2 separate regions of the Sus scrofa genome follow, and region 1 is linked to region 2. The links are chromatin contacts, called in public HiChIP or PLAC-seq maps. All regions are on one chromosome and are shown on one strand. Each heading gives the region's core, a stretch centred on a gene start, on an enhancer-like site or on the middle of the called end of the contact. The rest is flanking DNA. Distances are from core to core; before and after follow the strand shown.

Evidence for each region. HiChIP or PLAC-seq counts read pairs in DNA pulled down with a chosen protein or histone mark.
Region 1: a contact with region 2 is called in an H3K27ac HiChIP or PLAC-seq map of alveolar macrophages. The contact joins the promoter of ATF6B here to the promoter of C2 in region 2. A contact is called at or near these places in 1 of 5 promoter capture datasets (liver) and 1 of 2 datasets of contacts at active chromatin or transcription factors (alveolar macrophages).

What each region holds. Positions count from the first base shown.
Region 1 is chr7:24,168,296-24,173,217 of Sscrofa11.1, forward strand. ATF6B (activating transcription factor 6 beta) reads right to left here and starts at 3,436. Exons shown (of 18, transcript NM_001123103.1): 1 at 3,309-3,436; 2 at 2,851-2,930; 3 at 2,626-2,704; 4 at 2,293-2,384; 5 at 1,101-1,236. The coding sequence starts at 3,390. FKBPL (FK506 binding protein like) reads right to left here. Exons shown (of 1, transcript NM_001128485.1): 1 at 3,966-4,922. The coding sequence ends at 3,966.
Region 2 is chr7:24,018,264-24,023,305 of Sscrofa11.1, forward strand. C2 (complement C2) reads left to right here and starts at 2,327. Exons shown (of 18, transcript NM_001101815.1): 1 at 2,327-2,408; 2 at 2,538-2,747; 3 at 3,321-3,506. The coding sequence starts at 2,363.

The DNA of each region.
Region 1 (4,922 bases), core at 2,186-4,685, 150 kb after region 2:
CTCCCTGAGACCAGGGGGCTGCTGCTTCTGCAGTCTCTATCCAGCCGTAGGGAGCATCACCCGCCGGGGGCTGCCCCAGCCAGAAGCCTAGCACACCCTTTGACCCCTACCTTTCTTCAACACCCAGAGGTTCACTGCAGCTCCTCCACTCTCATTCATTCTTTCTCACATCTGCCTTCATCTCAGCATCTGAGATGTCTTATTTCATTAACCTGTAATCATCTACCCTAGAATTACCACACCTTACTTGGCTTTCTCCCCACCCACACACTACAGGATTCTTTAAGTCAGTGCGGTGCTTCTGTGTTCTTCATCTCTGCATTGCCAGCACCCTGTCCAGAAGCTGGCATGGAGCAGGTGCTCAGTAAATGTAGGTGATGAATAAACGTATGAGTAGATAAACTCAGTAACACTTTTAAAAATAGCACAAATGATGTTACTTGCACAGTCTAGAAATTGGGTATGTGTGTTCCAACTTTTCCGTATGTTTGAAATTTATCATAAAAAAATAAAACCCCAGGGGAAAAAGCAACATAGATATAAATATGCCCTAACATGTCCACAACCTTTTGAAAAATGCAAAACCAACAGGAAGTGAAATCTCACAACAGATTACCAGGAACAAGAAAAGAAACAAGGGAGTTCCCCTGTGGCTCAATGGTAACAAATTTTCTAGAATCCATGAGGACACAGGTTCCATCCCTGGCCTTTCGAAATGGGTTAAGGTTGAGGCGTGAGCTGTGGTATAGGTCACAGACATGGATCGAATCTGGCATGGCTGTGGCTGTGGCATAGGCGGGTAGAGCTGCAGCTCTGATTCAAAGCCCTGGCCTGGGAAGTTCCATATGCTATAGGTGTGGCCCTAAAAAGCAAAGCAAAACAAAACAAAACAAAAAAGAATCAAAAATCATCCCTCTCTTTCAACACTGGTTTTGCAATTTTCTAAAATTCTCCATCCTGCTCCTGGCCTCTCTCCTGGTTATGTGCCATCTGTCCTCCCTATTCTTTCCTCCTTTTCCTGCTGACCACCCTCCACCTCCCCATAAACACACACACACACGCTACCTTGCTAAAGCCTGGGGATGACAGGCTGTCATTACCTGAGGGATCATCAGAGGTGGGGCCCACATTGATCTGGACGGTTTCAAAAGGGGATGTTGGATCATCTCCCAGAAGGCAGAGTGGGGGCGCCAAGGACTCTGTCTTCACAACCAGCACCTCCCCTACACCAGAAGCCTGGGTAAGAGTGAGGGTGAAGCAGGGGGGACAGAAACAAGGAAAGAAAACAAAGGACACGTTGAGGGTAAGAGCAAGAACAAGAGCTTTAGCGCTAAGAAGCCACCCATTACTTGACATTCTGGTTTGAATGGTATTCACCATTCTCCCTAAGCTGCCCCCGGCCCCTTGTTCTCCCTTTCTACTTTATTCTTGGGGGAGGTGACAAAGTCTCATATTTCAAATACTGCCTTAGAGTGGACAATTGCGTCAAGAACAGTTCCAGAGGAGTTCCTATTGTGGCTCAGTTGTAATGAACCCAACTAGTATCCATGAGGATGCGGGTTCAATCCCTGGCCTTGCCCAGTGGGTTAAGGATCTGATGTGGCCATAAGCTGCCGTGTAGGTCACAGATGCAGCTCAGATTCCGAGCTGCTGTGGCTGTGGTGTAGGCCGGCAGGTGCAGCTCTGATTCAACCTCTAGCCTGGGAACTTCCATATGCCCCACATGCAGCCCTAAAAGCAAAAGCAAAACAGTTCCAGAATACTCAGGAGTTAACAATCCTTTTCTTCTCAGCCCCACCATGTCTGCCACCTATTTCTGTGTATCAGAAACTCCAGAGTTCCCATTGTGGCGCAGTGGAAACGAATCTGATTAGGAGCCATGAGGTAGCAGGTTCGATCCCCGGCCTCGCTCAGTGGATTGAGGATCTGGTGTTGCCATGAGCTGTGGTGTAGATCACAGACACGCTCAGATCTGGCATTGCTGTGGCTCTCACGTAGGCCGGCGGCTACAGTTCCAATTAGACCCTTAGCCTGGGAACCTCCATATGCTGCAGGTGCGGCCCTAAAAAGGACAAAAGACAGAAAAAAAAAAAAAGAAACTCCATCTTCAGTTCTAGACAACCAGAGTGGTGATGTGAAAATGAGGATATGAAAGAAATTGCAAATGCACAAAAGAAGCCCCCCCCCCCAACCGGGACTCATAACACACAAATCATTCCACCAGCATCTATAGGTGAAGGGATGGGAGGAGAGTCCCTGCCACAGAAAGTAGGAGGGACAAGACTCTCTCACCTGGCTGGAGGGCTCTGTGGAAAGATGTGATGCTTCAGAGCTGAGGGAGGAGGAAGAGCAGGGGGAGGATGGCTCAGACTTCACCTGAAGATCTGGGGGGAAAAGAGTAAGAAAATAACCGGGAAGCAGAGCCTGACAAAAGTTTGAAAAGTACCCAAGGACATGGGGTAAGAGCCCCTCACTGGGGTGAGGAGGAAGGAGCACACATAAGAGATCAAAAGGGGGGAGTACACGGGCACTCGTGTGAGAAAACGAGGAACTGCATAGTTGCTGGGAAACAATGGGAAGATAACGGTTTCTGAAAGGATGAGGGAATCACAAAGGGTATCTTACCTGGGAAGATAGGCAGAGGGTCCCAGGGGGGTTCGGGAGGGCTGACATCCATCCCCAAGTCCAGGGAGCTGCTGCCAAACTGAACAGGAGAGGGTATTAGATGGCAGGAGTGTGAGGCTGAAGGGATGGCTCCGGATGAGCTCTGGCCTGGGGATAAGCCCCAGTTCTGAGACCACTTCCACCCACCAAGGGTAAGAGTCAAGGCCAAGGCCCGGGGAGCGATACCGGGACATCTTCCTCCGGGCAACGGAAAAGCTGCGTCGGCTCCTCGGCCACTTCATCCAGGCCGGCGTACAAGGTGCTGTCTGCAAGAGGGGCGGAGGGTCAGCGGAGTCGTCCGCTAGCGCAGCCTTCGGAACCCCACAACAGCCCTCGCCCCGTCGCTCACTGCCTCTGCGCGGCCAGATCCACCGCCCGCCCACTTGAAAAGTGATCCAGCCAGAGAACTCCAGCCCCTCCTTCCCCGACCCCGGAACAACTCCATATTTCCGCAGGGAGGGGAGGTCTGCCCCAACTCCCGCATCTCCCCGAAAGCACCACCAGCCCCCCTGTTCCGCCTTCCTCAGAATGATGGATTCCGTATCTGTCCAGCCTTCCTCTTTGGGCCTCCGCTTCCTCCTGCGTGCCTCAGGGGCACAATATGCCACAGCCCCCTCCCCTCCCCGAGGCCTCACTCCGCACACCCCAGTCCTCCGGGCTCAGCAAGTTGTCGGTGAAAAAACGCGTCGGGTCCGCAATCTCGCTGAGGAGCATCAGCTCCGCCATCTTTCCCCCCCACCCCCCAACCACGAGACAGTTCCCAAGGCCCGCCTCTCCCATCATCAACTAATCGGCTGGCTCCTCAAAAGTGGGGGAACGCCCCGGAAGCTCTCCCAACCAGTAAGAGACCTGGGTATTGAGCACGTGAGACAATATAGGCGGTGGCTGTATAGGACCGGCCAATAGGAGCGCCCCGGAGGCTAGCACCTCCGCAATACCAGGCAGTGAAGTTTGCGCGTGCGCCAAGCCGGACCCAGCCTGAAAGCGCCTAGGAAACGTAGGTACCGGGTTTTGAAGGTTCGCCGTCTCCCCCAAACAGTACTGAATTTAGAAGTTTAGATAGCTTGTGTTCATCTTTGGAGATAGATAAGCCCCGCAAAATATACCACACGTGACCATAAGGCTTTTTCATGGTAAAACGGTAAAGAGGTACATACACTAAGACCACTGCTACCTTCCCTAGGAAGGCAAAAGCTGGTAAAAGTATGTGGGTGAAATCCTCCCACTGGCCCCTCCCCCCAAAACTCACAACATAGACCACAATTCACAGGTTCCTGTCTCTTTTAAGGTTTAACTTTTAATTAGCCAAACATCTTGCGCAGTCCCTGAGCCAGTCCTGCATCTTGTTTCTTCCCTTGAATGATCACCTTTCCCAGCTCCTCCTGGGCTGCCCGATTTTTGGGGTCTACTGCCAGCACTTTCTTGAGGTCAGCAGTTGCTTTGTCCAGGTTCCCAAGAGCAGCCTGGGCAACCCCCCTTCGGTACAAGGCCTTTAAATGGCCAGGCTCCCGCTCCAGCACCCGGTCACAGCTCTGGGCTGCCAAATGGGGCTGCCCTAGCAGCAACTGACAGGCAGCCAGATTGGCATGAAGGACAGTTCGTTCTGGAGAGCCAGGTGGAGGTAAAGTCAGCAGCAGCCGAAGAGCCCGTCCATAGCATCGGGCAGCCCCTTCAGGGTTCCCAGCTCTAAATAATTCTGTGCCCCGTGCACGTTCTTCCCTGGCCAGGGCCTCCTTTTCGGTGGGCTCTAGCTCCCAGGAGTCCCGGCCTTGAGTGAAGGAGGCCAGTTTGAGCCTGACAGGAGGTCCAGAGCGCCCAGGGAGCTGAAGTTCTGCCTCCTCACCTTGACACATGGACTCCAAGCACTTCTCTACAAGCTCTCCCCAAGTTTCCTCCCTCCATGGGCCTAACCCCATAGTTAGCTCTGTCCAGCCCTCTGGCAGCCCTGACCCCAAAGGAAATCCCAAAACCTGTACCCGGCAGCGGGAGCCCAGCTTGGGTTTGTCCAAGCCGTGGCCATGGATTAGGATCTTTTTGACAAAGCTCCCATCGGGGCAGTACCAGAGTTCAGAAGCTTGAAGGGGCTCTGGCATCTCACTGGCTGGTCCATGAGATTTATCAGAATCTCCTTCACGTCCAACGGCCAGCTTTTCAATTTCTTGAAGATTTTCTAGAATTTGGCCGGCTGGATCTGGGCTCACTCTCCCCTCAAGAAGTTCAGTAGAAGGGTCTTGGGGCTGCTGCCTAATCTGAGTAGT
Region 2 (5,042 bases), core at 1,077-3,576:
ACAGCAGCAGCTTAAAGAGGCACCCAAAATTCAGTGGTTTAAGTATTCATCTGAGTGAGAATTCATTATGTCCTGATGACAAACCAGCCCCAGTCTTGGTTACCATAATGGTTTGCAAAATATGGCCATAAATCTCTCCTATGCTGGGATGCCTGCCTCTTTGCAATTTGACTTTGCCACTCCTCCCATTAAGAAGTAAAATTTCCCGCACCCTTAAATCTAGACTGGCCTTGTGATTTCCCTTGACCAGTAATGACATCAAGTGACTTCTGAGGATAGGCCTTAAGACACCTTGCAGCGGATGCTTTGTATCTCTTAGAATGCTGTTCTGAGGCTGCCATACTATGAGGGGCCACGGGTGATAGATCACCGGCCCACTGTTCCCACTGAACTGAGCCCTCTGCTGACTGCAGCTGTGTGTGAGCCGAAGCTAGAACCACCTGGCTAACCCACAGAATCATGAGAAAGAATAAATCATTTTTTTTAAGCCCTCATATTTGGGGTGGTATTTTTTTTCTTACAGTAGTGGTAATTCGGTACATTAAAACAACAAAGGGGAGTTCCCGCGGTGGCTCAGTAGGTTACATGGTGAACCCAACTAGTATCCATGTGGATGCAGGTTCAACCCCTGGCCTCACTCAGTGGGTTAAGGACCCAGCATTGCCATGAGCTGTAGTGTAGGTGGCAGACAAGGCTCAGATCCCACGTTGCTGTGGCTGTGGGGTAAGCCAGCAGCTACAGCTCCGATTTGACCCCTAGCCTGGGAATTTCCACATGCCGCGGGTGTGGCCCTAAAAAAAAAAAAAAAAAAAAAAAAAAAAAAAAAAGAGTTTTCATAAACTTAAGTATTCACTTCAGATATGTTTCATCTTCACCTTTGATTGATTTTTTTTTTTCTTTTTAGGGCCGCACCCACGGCATATGGAAATTCTCAGGCTGGGGTCTAATTGGAGCTATACTGCTGACCTACACCACAGCCACAGCAACGTGGGCTCCAAGTCACATCTTCGACCTACACCACAATTCACGGCAAGGCCAGAGATGGAAACTGCATTCGCATGGAGTCTAGTGGGATTCATTTCTGCTCTGCCACAACAGGAAGTCCTCTTTGATTGATCTTATTTTCTTGCATCGGCATTGTTGGACAAATATTAAAGAGACCTCTGAGGGATGGGAAGGCTAACCTACTAGCCTGGAGTTTCTTTGCTTCCTTCATTTCATGCAAAATGCAGGCTGTCATTTAAAGGCACATCCCAGATCCAAAAGTACTTTCATGCTTCTGTTAATCAAACATGGGTTTATCTATAAGTAGGGGATTTTTATCTGCTGGACTTTCCGTAAAGATAGTCTCAACATTTTTCCAGTTTCTAAACAAAGCGTTGATTTCATTTTTATCCCTAGATGCTCTCTGGCGAAGGGGTGGAGGGAAGAAAAAGATGGTGAATCCTAAAAAAAAAAGGTGGTGAATCCTCGTAGGTAGCAAGAACTTCACATTAGCAGAGCCTCCTTCCCTTTGCCCGCTTGCATCTCTCACAAGTGTCCTTTCCTAATAAATCTATTTCTTGCCTATCAAAAAAAAAAAGAATTTCAAAGAAAATTATGATTATTATTGTTATTGGTTTTTAGGGCTGTACTCACAGCATACGGAGGTTCCCAGGCTAGGGGGCAAATAGGAGCCACAGCTGTCAGCCTGCGCCACAGCCACAGCAGAACCAGATACAAGCCACAGCAATGCTGGATTCAAACCACGTCCATGACCTACACCCCAGCTCACAGCAACGCTGGACTGTTAACCCACTGAGCGAGGCCAGAGATCGAACCTACGTCCCATGGATACTAGTCAGATTGGTTTCCACTGAACACGATGGGAACTCCTCAAAGAAAATTAATCTTAATCTCTCAGGAGTTTATGTTCAAGAAGACAATACTATCCTAGACTCTGAGGAAGTAAAATTCACATGGTGAAACCAAAAGAAAACTGAAACTTTACTTAAATAAAATGTTTTGCAATATCTTGGATGGTTCGAGGGCTTGTGTGCTTTAGACTATTCCTGCGAGAATGTGTGTGCATGTGTGTCTGTGTGGGGGTGGAGTGGGAGCCGTCCACAGTGTCTGTGATGCCGATCAACTGACTCCGTGGATGTGCTGGGATTACGGAGACAGGGCAAAGTTTCACCCCCTCAGCTCAGTCCCCGATCCGATTATTTTTTCCCGAACCAGAGAACGTTCCCTCTTGCCACTCCCTCGTTTTCTTTCTCTGGCAGCAGATGAAGCAGCTGTGAGCCAGCTCTGGGTTTCGGGAAGTCAGATGACCTTTCCCCCTCGCGGCTCCCTGCTGCTCCCTGTCCCTAAGGTAGACACCATGGACCCACTGATGGTCGTCCTTTGCCTGCTGCCCCTGTACCCAGGTAGGAACAGGGGAGGGGAGGATGCTGGGGTCTCGTGGGTGAGGCTGGTGCCACCCAGACTGAGTTTCCTTTTCTCATCTGTGCCTTCCTTCTTTTCTCCATTTCTGTGTCATGCCCTCGTGCCCACAGGCTTAGCGACAGCCGCTCCCTCCTGCCCTCAGAACGTGAATATCGCAGGGGGCAGTTTCACCCTCAGTAATGGCTGGGCACCTGGGAGTATCCTCACCTACTCCTGCCCCCTGGGCTATTACCCATTCCCGGTGGCATCAAGACTGTGCAACAGCAACGGACAGTGGCAGATCCCGAGAGCCACCCGGTCAACAAAGCCAGTCTGCAAACGTGAGGCTCCCTGCCAGCGGCCACCCCAGGATTTCTATTTAGGAATTGCTTGGGGTGGTGCTTAACCTGACCAGATGGGATGCAAAGCTGCTTTTCCACGGGGATTTTCAAAAGAGTGGGGACCATGTCAACAGCCCATAGCAAGGCGATCAGAGGCAGGCTCTGATAGTGATGGTGGGGTACAAAAGCCAGGATGATATTTTAAAATATTTAACAGTTGACTACACTCCATCCAGAATGGATGCTCAATGGTCCTGGAGCCCCCTGTTGTGCCAGGCGTCGCCCCTCTAGTTACTCGCTCACGGGACATCTGAGGACACCAGGGGAGGTGCTGGGGTGGCCATGGCCCTCAGGGGACTGAGAAAAGCGGTGCTTATCAATCCATTAGGCTGAATTGTGTGAAATTGCCAAAATTCAACCAATTGCCAAATGTAGCAATTTCACAGGCATCAACCTATCATTTTGACAACTAGTTGGCAATTTCCATGCATCCAAGTTGAGTGTCACCCACATGGTATCCAGCCAGGGTGTTATCCATCCGTTCCTGTATTCTCATGCCCCCTTTCCCTCTAGCTGTTCGCTGTCCAGCCCCTGTTTCCTTTGAGAACGGCGTGTACACCCCGCGGCTGGGGTCCCATCCTGTGGGCGGCAACCTGACCTTCGAGTGTGAGGACGGCTTCACGCTGCGGGGCTCGCCCGTGCGGCAGTGTCGCCCCAATGGCATGTGGGATGGGGAGACGGCTGTGTGTGATAACGGCGGTGAGTGCCCTGACAGGTGACTGCATAGCAGCGGGGGTCTCCCGGGAGTCGGATGTGTGCCCGGGGAGCCTCTGTGGGGACAGAGGCCTTGGTATTTCTGGTGCCAAAATCATATTCCTGGGTTTTGGTAAATTGGGGTCTATAAATCATACATTTCCGGCCGGTGGGTATCCTGGCCCAAGGCAGTTGCTGCTAAGCTTCAGATCCAACATAAAGGCTCCACATGCTCTGTCCAGCTTTTCCAAATGCCTCAAGGTCAGACTGGTATTCAGGCCACCTGGGCTTCTGCAGGAAGGATGTGCTACATGGCATTGAGTGTTGTGCTCAGGTGCCTTGTCCCTGGAGCCTGTTTGGGTTCCAAGCCCAGCTCTGACTCATTTGACAACCTTTGGGCAGGTTATTTAACCTCTTGGTGTCTCAGCCTGCACACCTGTAACATGGAGATGGTGAGGGTATCAACTGCATGGGCTTGCTGTGTGGATCGAGTGAGTTGCATCTGGAACAGCTCTTGGAATCTGCGAAGTACCACGTATACTTTTGTCATGGTCATTACTGCCCCTGTGAAAGACAGGGGGCTCTCCTTGACAGAATCGGGGTTCCTGGGATTTCCTGGTGCCACATTTGTCTGTGGGTTTGGGGAGCTTCCTGGATCACAGTTCTGAGTTCATAATACAGAAGACTCAGGGTACATGAGATGGCAGGACCACACCTCCACTTCTCCCCAGATGTTGGCTCCCTATTAATGTTCTTGATTCTTTGGCAATAGCCATTTATTGAAACATAAATACAATTTATTTGAAAATTGGGATTTAATCTACCTAAAGTGTACAAATCTTTTTTTTTTTTTTTTTTTTTCTGGTTGTACCCATGGCATGCAGAAGTTCCCAGCCCTGGGAATGAACCCGAGCCATAGAAGTGAAAATGCTAGATCTTTAACTGCTAGGCTGCCGGGGAACTCCTAAAGTGTACAAATTTGAAGTATTTGTACTTGTGTATCTGCCCATGATTAATCACACCCATGACTGAGCATCCACCATCCCAGGAGGCGCCCCTCTGTCCTCTCCCACAAGGTAGCCTCTCCTCTGACTTCTGCCTCCATGGATTCTTTTAGCTTCTTCTTACACCTCCCACAAGTGGAATCAGACAGCTTGTGCTCTTTCGCATTTGGCCTCCTTTATTCAACTTTCTGCTTGTGAGATGTGTCCGTGTTTTGCTGAGTCTCAGCGGTTGGTTATTTTTTATTGCCATGTAATTCCAGTATATGAATATATTACAGTTTATCTATGTGTTCTCCTGTTGATGGGCATTCGGACCAGTTCCAATTTTTGGTTATTATGAGTAAAACTCTATGAATGTCCTTGTACGTGACTCTGGGTGCATATGGACACTTACTTCTCTCAAGCATATTATCTAGGAATGGAATTACTGGGGCACAGGTTGGCACCTGTTTTCTCTTGGTGGAGGCTGCAAAGTGTTTATGGACTGACACTCCAGTAACTGTAACAGCTCTGTTTGTCCCACATCATCTCTGACACT